Linked DNA regions of Mus musculus: regions 2, 3 and 4 are each linked to region 1. The links are chromatin contacts, called in public Hi-C, HiChIP or PLAC-seq and promoter capture Hi-C maps. All regions are on one chromosome and are shown on one strand. Each heading gives the region's core, a stretch centred on a gene start, on an enhancer-like site or on the middle of the called end of the contact. The rest is flanking DNA. Distances are from core to core; before and after follow the strand shown.

What was found. Promoter capture Hi-C pulls out the DNA fragments that hold promoters and counts their contacts. A called contact is a pair of places that touch in the nucleus more often than the background predicts. HiChIP or PLAC-seq counts read pairs in DNA pulled down with a chosen protein or histone mark.
Region 2: a promoter capture Hi-C map of 3T3-L1-derived adipocytes shows a contact between it and region 1, with 4 times the contacts expected there. The contact joins the promoter of Tgif2 here to the promoter of Soga1 in region 1. A contact is called at or near these places in 26 of 39 promoter capture datasets (the 3T3-L1 cell line, 3T3-L1-derived adipocytes, the C10 cell line and 16 more), 4 of 484 Hi-C or Micro-C datasets (cardiomyocytes, embryonic stem cells, granulocyte-monocyte progenitors and 1 more), 28 of 115 datasets of contacts at active chromatin or transcription factors (the NIH/3T3 cell line, bone marrow-derived macrophages, cardiomyocytes and 20 more) and 6 of 9 other capture datasets (adipose tissue, bone marrow-derived macrophages, embryonic stem cells and 3 more).
Region 3: an H3K27ac HiChIP or PLAC-seq map of epiblast stem cells shows a contact between it and region 1. The contact joins the enhancer-like site here to the promoter of Soga1 in region 1. A contact is called at or near these places in 13 of 39 promoter capture datasets (the 3T3-L1 cell line, the C10 cell line, the HPC-7 cell line and 8 more), 2 of 15 datasets of contacts at CTCF or cohesin (the NIH/3T3 cell line and large pre-B cells), 16 of 484 Hi-C or Micro-C datasets (3T3-L1-derived adipocytes, the Ba/F3 cell line, the C2C12 cell line and 10 more), 23 of 115 datasets of contacts at active chromatin or transcription factors (acute myeloid leukemia, bone marrow-derived dendritic cells, bone marrow-derived macrophages and 16 more) and 3 of 9 other capture datasets (adipose tissue, liver and macrophages).
Region 4: a contact with region 1 is called in a Hi-C map of cerebellum, with 3 times the contacts expected there. The contact joins the enhancer-like site here to the promoter of Soga1 in region 1. A contact is called at or near these places in 4 of 39 promoter capture datasets (the C10 cell line, embryonic stem cells, hematopoietic stem and progenitor cells and 1 more), 1 of 484 Hi-C or Micro-C datasets (cerebellum), 5 of 115 datasets of contacts at active chromatin or transcription factors (the NIH/3T3 cell line, embryonic forebrain, embryonic stem cells and 1 more) and 3 of 9 other capture datasets (adipose tissue, liver and pancreatic islet).

What each region holds. Positions count from the first base shown.
Region 1 is chr2:157,077,767-157,080,794 of GRCm38.p6, forward strand. It overlaps Soga1 (suppressor of glucose, autophagy associated 1), which reads right to left and starts at 1,499. Exons shown (of 15, transcript NM_001164663.1): 1 at 463-1,499. The coding sequence starts at 1,143. It also overlaps a transcript of Tldc2 not described here.
Region 2 is chr2:156,838,414-156,841,441 of GRCm38.p6, forward strand. Tgif2 (TGFB-induced factor homeobox 2) reads left to right here and starts at 1,594. Exons shown (of 3, transcript NM_173396.3): 1 at 1,594-1,825. LOC115486128 reads right to left here and starts at 2,835. Exons shown (of 5, transcript XM_030252280.1): 1 at 2,769-2,835; 2 at 1,303-2,586; 3 at 5-123. The coding sequence starts at 2,835. The coding sequence ends at 122.
Region 3 is chr2:156,903,750-156,906,777 of GRCm38.p6, forward strand. No RefSeq gene overlaps it. Among named protein-coding and RNA genes, the nearest start is that of Sla2, 18 kb to the left of the region's middle. Within about 2 kb of position 1,507, at least 19 of the 459 cell types and tissues checked have an H3K27ac peak or open chromatin away from gene starts, as enhancers often do. A contact at or near this core is called in cerebellum and epiblast stem cells, where this site is marked.
Region 4 is chr2:156,938,651-156,941,678 of GRCm38.p6, forward strand. It overlaps Ndrg3 (N-myc downstream regulated gene 3), which reads right to left. Exons shown (of 16, transcript NM_013865.2): 9 at 1,707-1,763; 10 at 1-4. Among named protein-coding and RNA genes, the nearest start is that of Ndrg3, 52 kb to the right of the region's middle. Within about 2 kb of position 1,586, at least 12 of the 459 cell types and tissues checked have an H3K27ac peak or open chromatin away from gene starts, as enhancers often do. A contact at or near this core is called in cerebellum, where this site is marked.

The DNA of each region.
Region 1 (3,028 bases), core at 249-2,748:
GTCACGCTTTCAAACTGGATCCGCCCCAAAAGGCAGGCGAGGACAGGCCTGCCGGGGAAGCCCTGGGTAAGGACTTAGGATGGTGTTCTGCCTCTCCTTGCCAGGGGATAGCACGGTTTCCCTGGCAGCCTAACACACGGACATTGGTTCCAGAACAGAGAGCCGAGAAAGCCTGCTGATCTGGGACCGGGGTCCTGGGCAGGTTAGAGGGGGGGAAGGTCAGCCTTGGCTGACTATCCCCACTCACCCATCAGAACGTGTCCTCTAAAACAGTTTTACCGCGGGTGGGAAAGTGCACATTGGGGTCCTTTACTCGGTGTCTTATCCATAATCCTCCTCACCGGAAAAGTGGGAAGAGAAGGTGGGGCACTCTCCCTGCTTGGTCAGCGCCCTGGACTCTTGAGCCCGGATGACCAGTCCTCTCCCGCCCCTGCGCCTCCCCCATCCCCCCCAGGTCCCCACCTTGAGATAGTCGTTCTCGGAACGCAGCTCTTCCAGCTCCCGCACCAAGCCTCCGGGCCCACAGTCCAGCATCTCCTCGGTGAGGTCGGAGAAGGCTAGCGAGGCGCTGAGTGGCAAGCGGCTGCTGCCCACCGACGATGCGGCCACCGACGGCTCATCCGGGGAGGCGGGAGGCCGCGGAGGCTGCTGCCCCGACTGCGCTGGCTGGGGCGGCTGCCCGGTGCGGGTCCCCGCCGGGCCGCCCGCCGCAGACTCGGCGTCGCTGCTCAGCGCCAGCTCCAGGCCCAACTGGCGCGCCTCCTCCGACGCGCAGTCCGACACCTCGGAGCTACTGTCCGTGAGGCTGGGCGGCGGCGGCGGCGGGCGGGGCCCGGTACCGGGACGAGGGCGACCCTTGGCGCGGACCCCCGTGCGCACCCCGGCCACCCGAGGCCCCGTGCCTCGGGTACCAGGAGCCACCGCGCGCCCCTTCTTGTCGGGCCTCGCCGAGGACGCGGTGCCACAGGCTGTAGCGGAGCCCGGGCCTGTGCCGCGGCGGCCTTTGGCCAGAGACCAGCCGGCCACGTCCTTGGGCCGGGCTGGTGATGGCGCGCGGTGGCTTTTCTTCCTCTCCGCGGCGGGCGCGGGCGCAGGCGGGGGGCCGTAGCCCCGCGCCGATGACTCTCCCGCTGGCGTCTCCATCGCGGCCTCCCCGGGTCTCAGCGAGCGGCGCGCATGGCCCGGGAGTGGCCGGCTTGGGTGTCCCTGCGGCGGGTCTCGGATGCGCTCCCGCCGCTCAGGCCGCGACTGCGCTCCGGTCTCCTGCGTCCGGGGGCTGCGCTCGGGCCCTGCCCCGCGCCGCGCGGCCTCTCCGCCACTCGGTGCTCTCAGCGCGCGGCCCGATCTCCTCCAGGCGCCGCGACTCCGACTCCGGCTCCGCCCGGTGCCCGCCCCCTCCGCCTCGCCGCGCCCCCGGAGTGCGCCCGGACCCCGACTGCAGCCTGCTCGGCGATCGCCGCCTCGGACTCCCAGTCCGGCTGAGGCCAGGGCCCCGGCTCCGCCCGGCGCGGCCCGCCCCCCACGCAGCCCCGCCAGCTCCCCGCCCCGCCGCCTCGGCTCGGGGGCGCGCGGCTCGGCGAACAAAAGGCGGACGCGGCGGGAGCAGCGGGGAGGGACGCGAGCGGGGAGCGAGGGAGGGATCCGCGAGGCAACAGCGACCCCCTCGAGGGTCAGGCGGGCCCGGGCAGCCGCGGCCTCGGCTCGCTCCCGCCGCTCCGGGCCGCCGGCCGCTCCTCTGCGGGCTGGGGGATCACACCCGGCCGAGGAGCCTGGAAGCCCGGCGTCGCCGTAGGGGCCTCGTGGACGACAGGAGAGACTATTCCCTGGCAGAGGCCCCGCGGACCTCAAAGGGCCGGAGCCAGCATCCATGCACACCCAGCACCGCGCCGCGCGCCCCTTGTGGGTGCTGAGCCTGCGCGAACTCCGCCCCCTTTAACTGGGCATGACAAACGACCCCATCCTATAGAACCTTAAACTGAACACGACCTGGCACGCGGTCGGTTCTTGGTCTGAGAAGGAAGCAGGATGGATCCTACAGAGTATGCTGGACTCCTTTTGCCTCGTCTATCTGTCCGCTGCCATTGGAACCGTGGCGTTCCGCGTGCATCTTGGATCTTGCACACCCTAGTTGCCTATGAACCCGGGCATAGTCTTGTCTCCCCGACCCCAATTTCATGGTCTTTGCGATTAACTTCAGGCTGTGCCTTGAGGATGCCAGACCGTTAGGTGCTTAGGGGGCAGGTTCTAGGCCGGTTAGGGGCTGGCATGGGACTGTGACCCTGAATACCAACAGGGTCAGATTGACTCCACCACAGACTCCAAGGCCCCAGTATTGGTGGGCATGGTTTCTTTCCTCTTGAGCTATTCAGGCTATCAGAGTTAATTTCTCAGAATCCCTTACACCTTCCTCACCTCTGCCCTCTCCACACTGTGCCTAAACCATAGTAAGTTCTTTGGCCCTGGGAAGGCACTCATCAGCATGGTAGCTGCCCAGTCTCTTGCCACCCAGAAGGTAGCTCGTACACACACACACACACACACACACACACACACACACTATGCAGCCTCTTTTTCTTCCTTTAGACCCTTCTCGGTCTTTCTCTCCCCTTCTCTTTTCCCCCTTCTTTTCCATGGGTTCCTCGTCCTCCTCTTCTTCCCTCATCTTTACTTTGGCTCCTCCCCTTTCTCCTAACCTGACCTACATCATGGCCAACTAGTTCAAGGTCTACTCCTTTTTCTTTTATTGACCCACCATCCACCTCGAAGTACAAGCAGGTCTGCCTAGCACCTGGGAACCCTGAGGACCCTGGGGAGTCCTCCTACACCCAAGCCGCGGAGTCCAGTCCTAGCCTGCTCTAATGGGTCCATTACAAGTTCATTATCGTGATTGTCCCTGCTCTTAAGGGGCTCATTGAAGTGATACAGAGAGAATGTGCAGTTCTTGAAACTTGTTGCTTCCTATAGAACATGGGTTTTTGCAGTGTGAGGGCATATGCATGAGACCATCCTCAGCTGGGTAGGCACTAAT
Region 2 (3,028 bases), core at 344-2,843, 240 kb before region 1:
AGACCTGTCACCCAGCATTCAGTCCGCTCTGCTGCTGGCCATGGGGAGGAACGCGTCACTCATGTGAGCAGGCCTGGGGTCACTGGTGGAATCCGTGGGCTTGTGACTGCCCACCAGAGGCTCCTGTCACAAAGAAAAGACACCTGCTGCACACGCCTGGATCGTATGAGATCCAGGGCACATCTCCAGATTCACTGGGCTATCCCTCTATTTTCCCTCCATGTCACACCTATATGACAGTCCCTGCTTTTTGCCAAGACCTAATTGGTTTTTACTTTTCTTACCTAAGATTTCCCATCTCCTTCATTCTTTCAAAGGTCTGTGGCTGGAATATGACTTGGCTAAGAAATTGCTTGTGACCAACTCTCTGAGACTTGGTGTCACCATCAGTAAAAAAGAGGGTTCTGGGCAATGTTTTTGATTTTGGATGGCCATCTTGGTTTCAAGGATTTCCAGGCAAGTCCGGCTTCTATGAAACCCACCTTAAGATGCTTTTAATCGGCATCCTGACTGGCTTAGGGCCTTCTGGTAGGAAAACTTAACTTTGGTTGCCAAAGTTTTTGTGACTACAGTACAACGAAAAACAAAAGCTTGAGTCTGCTGCAGCAATGACAGCTGTTGTCTCTGTCACTTAGCTGCAGCAGGTGCGCCACTCTTAAGTCTGACCCAAGACCCAAACTCAACAGTAAAATGATTAGAAGATAACAGCATTAAAAAAAATAACAATCAGGGAAGACTGTTCGGATGCTGTTGGTTCTGGCACGTGGGTCTCAGGTTTCTGGGCCTATATGATCACAAACCCAGAAAAGGCCTGTTAGCTGGAGTTAGGCTATGCCACACTTATGCAGATAGCAAGAGACAGACAAACAGTCAGGGAACTTGGACGCAAGGAAAACTTGAGGTAAAATGACCCTAGCCTGGACCGCTGGAAGCGCCTAGCCTCACCCTCTCCAACTGGGGTTAGCCACCAAGGGAAAGGCTCGGCTCTATCATCAGACCCACCTGGCCAAAGGACACTGGCACACGTGGTAAGGCAGGGACCAGCGAGTAAATGCGGCCACCTCCAAATTGCGACACGGTGCCTGCCTCACTCACGCTCCTGGGGTGCAGCCTGTACTCACCCCTGGCCGACCATCTGCGCTAGGCTTGGGGTTTTATCCCAAGTGGTCTTCGCCGCGCCGTTTGCCTTATGAGCGGACAAAACAACTGGTCCTTTAGCACCTGGGAGTTACTCTGAGCCGACTGAGCCTCAGTTTCCCCATCCCCACAAGGGCAAGCTCCCAGAGGAGGAGGCGAACTTACAAAGGTACGGGGACTGGCACCCTTTGTGCCTGGTAGTGCCCCCACCCCCATGGAGGAGCACACAGTAGGCGCTCCGGAAACACTCTCTGAAAGGAGGAGCGGGCCACTTCCTGCCCTGGAGCTGACTCCGGGAGCCCTGGTCCCACCGCTCCGCCCCGGGCCCCGGCCATGCGGCATTCCTAAGGTGGGTGGGCGCAGGAAGGAGGTGCCGCGGGCCCGCCCCCTCCGACGCGTGGGCGGGGCGAAGCCCCCTGGCTCTGCGGGCCCGCCCCCGAGGGTGGGCGTAGCTGGCCACGCTCTGCACAAAGTTTGTTTCTGCCTCGGGGCGGTGGGGGAGGGTGCGGCAGGCGGGATGGGAGGAGAGGGGATCTGACGTCAGGTCGCGAGGTGCTTTCCAGCCGCGAGCTGTCAGGCGGGTGTCAGACCCGGCAGGTACGCGGCGCGTTCCCCCGGTGCCCCCCGCCCCGGCCGGGTGGTCCCACACCCCACCGAGGCCGCGTGGGCCGGAAAGCCGCCAGGGAAGGTGAGTGCGGGGCGCCGAGGGGCTGGAGACGCGGGAGGAGGCGCGCGGACAACTTGGAAAGTTTCTTGGGGCGACGGGGCGGGGGAGGGGGCGTCGTCCCGGCGCGTGCGACAGTGGGTGTGTGAGCCCCGGGGGTGTGTGTGAGTCGGGACCGCGGAACGCTGGCGCGGAATGCCGGGGTTGGCGGGGGGGGCGCTGTTCGGGGTCCTTGAGGGAGGGCTCGGCTCCCAAAGCTCCCAAAGCTCCTCTGGGAGAGGGCAGCCGGTGCCCTGCAGCGGGGTGAGCGCGCGGGGAGCGGGTTTGTTTGGTTTCAAAAGTGCACGTTGCTAACCGCCGGCAGCCCCCCCCCCTCCCGCACGGCGACAGAGCGGGACCGGGGGCCGCCGAGTGACAGCTGGAGGTGGGGGCCGCGGGCGGGGCTCCGACGGAGAGGGCTTGGGAGCCCGCGCGAGTTCCCCTTTCCTTTGGAACAAAGGAAAGTCTGTCTCCGAGGCATCTGTCACTCCCAGGCGGGCCAAGGCTGTGGGGCGCGTGGGGCTGGCGACGCGGAGAAAGTTTGTGCGCGCCGGGACCCCGGGACCAGGCGAAGGGCAGCCGAGCGTCTTGCGGGGGCTGTGCGCGTCCCCGATGTAGGGGGGGCGGCCAACATGGAGTCCAGGCGCAGAGTTGGGGGGGGGGGGCGGCGCGGAGGTTGGAGCCCAGCCCCCTCTTTTCCCCTCCCCCTCCGGGCCGAGTTCGGAGCACAAAGCCGAGCGCGCACGCTCCGGCGGCCCCGCGCCCCAAGAGTCACCCTGCGCGGAGTACCAGGGAACGGGCTGGGAACTAAACTTTTTCCTGTCCCAAAATGGACACGTGAGTTTTTTTTTTTTCCTTGCAAAGTCGTCCCCCCCCCCCAACCCCCAAGCGCCGGGTGGCGGACCGACAGGGGAGCTGTTGCTCGCACCGTGACTCTGGTGGGGGACAGTTGAGTGAGGGTGCCTTGAGCGCCGGCGGATTCGTCGGCGCCCCATGAGCCATGTGCTCCGTTGCGTCTGGGCCGCGGGGGAGGCTGCGCGCTTTGTGTGAACTGCTGGGAACTCCAGCCTCAGTGTGCGGCCCGGGGGATTGTATCTGGAGCTGGGCGAGTTGTCAGAAAGTTCCTGTGGGAGTGGCTGCAGATGGTGTTGTGGGAGTGTGTAGGAGATTGATGGGGTGCAGTGTCCA
Region 3 (3,028 bases), core at 257-2,756, 170 kb before region 1:
GATCTATGTACTAATCTAGTGATTGATGACCACTCCAATGGTAGTGTCCCAGATCCATCCAGAATGGAGCATGAATAAGAAAAAGTCTGGATGGGACCCTAGGACTCACTCATTCCTGGAGGAAATGCCACGCTGGGAATGAAACCTGCTAGGCACCAGGAGAAGGCTACCCCCAGTCCCAGTGACAGGCACATGGGTGAGTCCACATTTGCACACATGATGGGTTCTCTTGCTTCTCTCCAGGTCCTGATGCCTCTGTGGCACCATGGACACGGTCTGAGGATTTCTCTTTCCCCTGTTTTGATCAAAACTAAAAGACAAACTAATTTCTCCATATGAGGACCCATATGCCACACACACACAAAGTTGTTTTTTTTGGATGTGGGCAAATGTTCAGGTCCAGAGCCAAACATTTTGGCCAGGAGCCCCGGTGACAAGTAGGTGATGGAGCCCCGGTGACAAGTAGGTGACGTCTTCAGCTGGAAACCAACCTGTGGGAAGGAGGCTTAGTTAGAAAGACAGAAGGAAGACCCTAATGTTGACCTCTAGCCTTCACACATATGTGCACACATGTACATAGGTACCACATGCATGCAAACACATACATTCATAACACACACACATGCATACATGAACAGAGAGAGAGAGAGAGGGAGGATATGGTCTAGGGTTTGGAGTTTGGAGTTGAGCTGGGCTTCAAATGTCAACTCCAGGGAGAAAGAGGGGTAGAAATTATATGAATACATGTGTGCTCATGTATGAAAGTCTCAAAGAACTAAAGCTAAAATGAAAAAAAAAACAATTTTCAACTCAATTTACAATATGGATAACATTAAATTTGGTCCTCGGTTTCCCTACTGTATTGGGCTATCAAACCTGGGAAAAATAACTAAGTTTGGATATCTGAAGCAATAGTTTTTGTTTGTTTTGTTCTTTTGAGACAAAAGGTCTCAAAGACAGGGTCTCTATGTAGCCCTGGCTATCCTGGAACTCAATTTGTAGGCCAGGCTCTGCATCCTGGAACTCACAGATATCCACCTGCCTCTGCTTTCCAAGTGCTAGGATTAAAGTTGTATGCCACCACACCCAGTAATTCTTTTAATTTTATTGAAAGTTCTTATTTGGGGGGCTGGAGAGATGGCTCAGCAGTTAAGACCACTGGCTGCTTTTCCACAGGACCCTGGTTTGATTCCTAGCATCCACATGGCAGCTTACAACTGTCTGTAACTCCAGATGCAGGTGGTCTGGCATGCTTACACAGACACACATGCGGGCAAACTGTCAATGCACGTAAAAGTAAATACATCTTTAAAGACATAAGAAAATTCTTCTTTCCTATGTGAATGTTTCTGCCCACATGTCTGTCTATGCACCAGATGCCTGCAGTGCAAGCAGAAGCCAGAAGGGGGTGAAAATCCTCTAGGAATGGAGATTACAAACAGGATATGGGACTAGGCATTGAACTGGGACCTCGGGAAGGAACAGTCAGTGCTCTTAACTGTTAAACCATCACTCCAGCAGCGGAAAGCAGCTTTCAAACTACTTAGCACGCACATCATCAGTAGGTGGTGACAGCCTGCTCCATCCGACCTTCCATTCTCCTTTAGGCATATTTAGAATTAAGGATGCAGACTGTGGAGAGCTTTTGGTACCACTTATAGAAATTTGGCAAGTACTTGTCACTGGGCTCAAGGAAGTAGGCTCAGACAAGCATATTCACATTTGGGCTACTGCAAGGCTCAAGGGGAACACAGCCAAGGAAGGTGTGACTTCCCTTTTGTCTTGGTAATCCTGATAAGCCCCCAGACCCAGAGACTTGGGGACTTTGTTTATTGCTTTGTTTGATTGCTACCAGGTGTGATCTCTTTGTTCCTTGCCTTGTTTAATCACATTGTCTGGGATCTAAGAACTGACCCTGTTCTTTGCTAGAACCTGGAGTGGTATAAATGCTGGCTGGGAAAAATGGAAGGAGCTTCAGCCTCAGAACTGGCTGGAGTTGGGTTGTAATGTTTGACTAATGTCTTTTTCTTTTCAATCCTCACTCCTGCCCTTGAGACCCTGTGGACTGACTGAGCTGGCTTGGCCAGCAGACTAACTGAGCAGCCTCCGCGCCTCCCTGTAACTGCCCCTCACAGCTCAGTGTCTACATCACTCACTTTCCCTTAGAAATCAGGACTGGAGGCAAATCCCCCACCAACAGCTGTCCATCCCAGGACAGCAGCCGTCCTGCTGGACACCAGTGTCCCTCAGCCCCTGGCTGGATGAGGTCATCTCTAAGCTCCTTTCCCAATAGCAGCACCTCACTGCTCTTGGCTTGTCTCCTCTGAAATGTTGATTCCTGTGAAGCCCTTCCTGAACCTCCTGGTGGCTCTAAAGCTGTCTGCTGAGGCACTGGTGTTGTCAAACATACCCAGATGGCATTCTGCTCACGGGGGACAGGTGGGGAGTGGCTGTTTTCTGTCTCTCTCTGAGTGCCAAGATCAGTGAGGCTGAGAGAAGCCCCTCCCAGAGGACTGGCCTTTGCAGGCCCACGTGCCCTTCTGACTGCAAGGACCATGTTCTTTCTCTGCAGGATCCGTGCATTGCAATGAGCCTCTTTCTTTCCTGAAGCACAGGAAGGCTTTTTGTACAAGAACAGGAGCTTACCTGGCCAAAGTGATGAGCCAGAATTATGTCCACAATGTTGGTGGTAAAACCTGAGAGCTGCCGGGCATGGTGGTGCATGCCTTTAATCCCAGCACTTGGGAGGCAGAGGCAGGCAGATTTCTGAGTTTGAGGCCAGCCTGGTCTACAAAGTGAGTTCCAGGACAGCCAGGGCTATACAGAGAAACCCTGTCTCAAAAAACCAAAACAAACAAACAAACAAACAAAAAACAAAAAACAAACAAACAAACAAAAAAACCCCGAGAGCTAAAAGAAAAAACGGTGTAAATAGAGTTAACATGTGAGAGCATTTCACAGGCTGTCCACTAAAGGAAGGTGTACTATACACATAGTATCTTTGAAAAACATAAAAACACAAATCAGT
Region 4 (3,028 bases), core at 336-2,835, 140 kb before region 1:
CCTCCTAGAACGAGTGGAAGAAAAGACCAGTAAGCTGAACGGCAGAACACGTCCATCTTATGTAGTTTGTATTTTCAGTGACAGGAGCCACTGTGCTCAGGAGGGGACTGGGGGTGCTGTGGAGAGTTATTAATGTACCAGCACACCGAATGGCTTACATCTTCTAAGATCAACAATACCTATGGGCCCCATCAGAGTTCAGTTCCATATTCTGTGTCGAACCAGGGCACCAACTGGTAGATGGATATACCAAAGATAGTTATATGGAGCGAAAAATGCCAGGTCCAGGCAGTATATCCTATGATTTTACCTATTTTAAATTAAAAATTAGGCAAAAGTAAAGAAGAGAGGTAATGGAACAGTGAGTGTGTTTCGGGGGATTAATGAATAGGAAGAAGAGAACCTCTTTGTTCTCTTTGTATGGAGACATTTTATACAGTAATATATGTAGATATATAAGAGAATCTATAGGACAAAGGTCAGAGGCACGCACTTACAGTATGTGCATCATAGTGTATGTGAGTTATGCCCCCTTTGTCAAGAATACAATATGGACGGAGGTTACCCACGAAGAACCAGATTAAAATCCCAGCACTTGGAAAGCTAAAGGAAGAGCATCCAAGTTTGATGCCAATCCTGGGGACAGACATTGTCAAAAGCAAGAGAGCAGGGAATCAGAAGACCTAGAGTGATTGCCTATGAGAAACAGGAAATGGATGTTTCATAGATTTTCTATAATAAGCCTGAATAAGCTCTTCTTCCTAAATGTATAATATTAGTAAAAAAATAAAATGAAAAAAAAAGAGAAAATAATAACAGGAAGACTATAACTTTGGAACTAGACCCTGATTCAAATGTCAGCTCCATCACTTTCATGTGGACAATGGTGGTATATTATGCTGTGTTTCAGGCCTTTGGTTTCCCTCTCTCAAAATTAAGCCAAGGTGCTGGAGAGATTGCTAAGCGGTTAAGAGCACTGGCTCTTCTTTCAGAAGATCCAGGCTTATACCACCTACACCAGATAAAATAAAAACTACTCAGCAGGCACATAGCCAGTAGGTGGTGACAGCCTGCTGTATCTCGACCTTCCATTCTCCTTTAGGGGTATTTAGAATTAAGGATGCAAACTAACTGAGCAGCCTCCACGCCTCCCTGTAACTGCCCCTCCACACCCCAGCCCCTCACAGCTCCACACCTCATCGAGCAGTGTCTCCATCACTCACTTTCCCTTAGAAATCAGGACTGGAGGCAAATCCCCCACCAACAGCTGTCCATCCCAGGACAGCAGCCGTCCTGCTGGACACCAGTGTCCCTCAGTCCCTGGCTGGATGAGGTCATCTCTAAGCTCCTTTCCCAATAGCAGCTCAGCGCTCTTGGCTTGTCTCCTCTGAAATGTTGATTCCTGTGAAGCCCTTCCTGAACCTCCTGGTGGCTCTAAAGCTGTCTGCTGAGGCACTGGTGTTGTCAAACATACCCAGATGGCATTCTGCTCACGGGGGACAGGTGGGGAGAGGCTGTTTTCTGTCTCTCTCTGAGTGCCAAGATCCGTGAGGCTAAGAGAAGCCCCTCCTGCAGGGCTAGCCTTTGCAGGCCCACGTGCCCTTCTGACTGCAAGGACCATGCTCTTTGCAGGATCCGTGCATTGCAATGAGCCTCTTTCTCTCCTGAAGCACAGGAAGGCTTTTTGTACAAGAACAGGAGCTTACCTGGCCAAAGTGATGAGCCAGAATTATGTCCACAATGTTGGTGGTAAAACCTGAGAGCTAAAAGATAAAAAATGGTGTTAAGCTGGGCGTGGTGGCACATGCCTTTAATCTGAGCACTCAGGAGGCAGGGGCAGGCGAATTTCTCTGGTCTACAAAGTGAGTTCCAGGACAGCCAGGGCTATACAGAGAAACCCTGTCTCGAAAAACCACCACCACCACCACCAAAACCCAAAAAAACCCAAAATGGTGTTAATAGAGTTAGCAAGTGTGAGTATTTCACAGGCTGTCCACTAAAGGAAGGTGTTCTTTTCTGTCCAAACATTATTCCTCAATAAAACAAGAGGTCACAGGGCATGGTGGCAAACAACTGTAATCCCAGTTACTAGGATGAGAGAGGTTAAGGGAGGAGGACCATAGTTTGAAGTTAGACGGGATGTATAGGAAGTTACTGGTCAGCATATGCTACAGAGAGAGACCATTTTTTCAAACCAGACAAACCCTACAAATTTAGTGTGATATATTTGTGTGACACAGTATTTTCAAAGAAACATAGGAAGTCTGAAAAAGGTTAAATTTCCATTCTAAGGTAGTATGGCATACTTTGAAATAGGGGCATTGTAGCAGGGTATTTTATAGTTACACCTACAGACCCATGAATTCAGAAGGCCGGGGTAGAAGGTTTAGTTTACTTCAGCACTGGACTTGGAGATTAACCCTAGTGACCTTGGGAGACCTAATCTCAAAAAGAAAAAGATAAAAAGAAAGCTAAAAAGGAGAGAGAGAAGGGGGTGGAGAGGGAAAAGGAGGGTTGAAGGACCGTGTGAGGGAACATGTTAGGTAGTGCTCTGAAACGTGCAGTCTGGGACGGTGGCCTCTGCTGCCTCCTCCCTGCCCCTAGTTTTGCATTTACACTGGGTTGATGGTGGGTAGAGATCAACTTACCACCCTGCCCAAGACATCCAAGACACAAAAAATAAGGTTCCTTCCAGTTTTAGCCATCTTTATTTCAGGGAGTGGGAGGAAAAGCTATATTTACAGAATGTTCTCACATTTTGAACATTTCTCTCCCAATTCTTCCCATTTCAAAACGATGCATCTCACAGTCTAATAAACGCGGCAATCTGTGTAAATCTGGAGACAGTCTATTTTCAGAAACAAATTTCAGCTCAACTCATCTTGCCAGTTCCCCGTTAGGCTTCTGCCTGGGTTCTGGATGGAATTCCCTCTGAGGACTTGGATGAGGTGGAGCTGAGGATGCAGGGAAGGAGGTGCGGGAGAGCCTTGGCCATGGGTGACAGGTTAGGGAAGAAAGATGGCCTGAG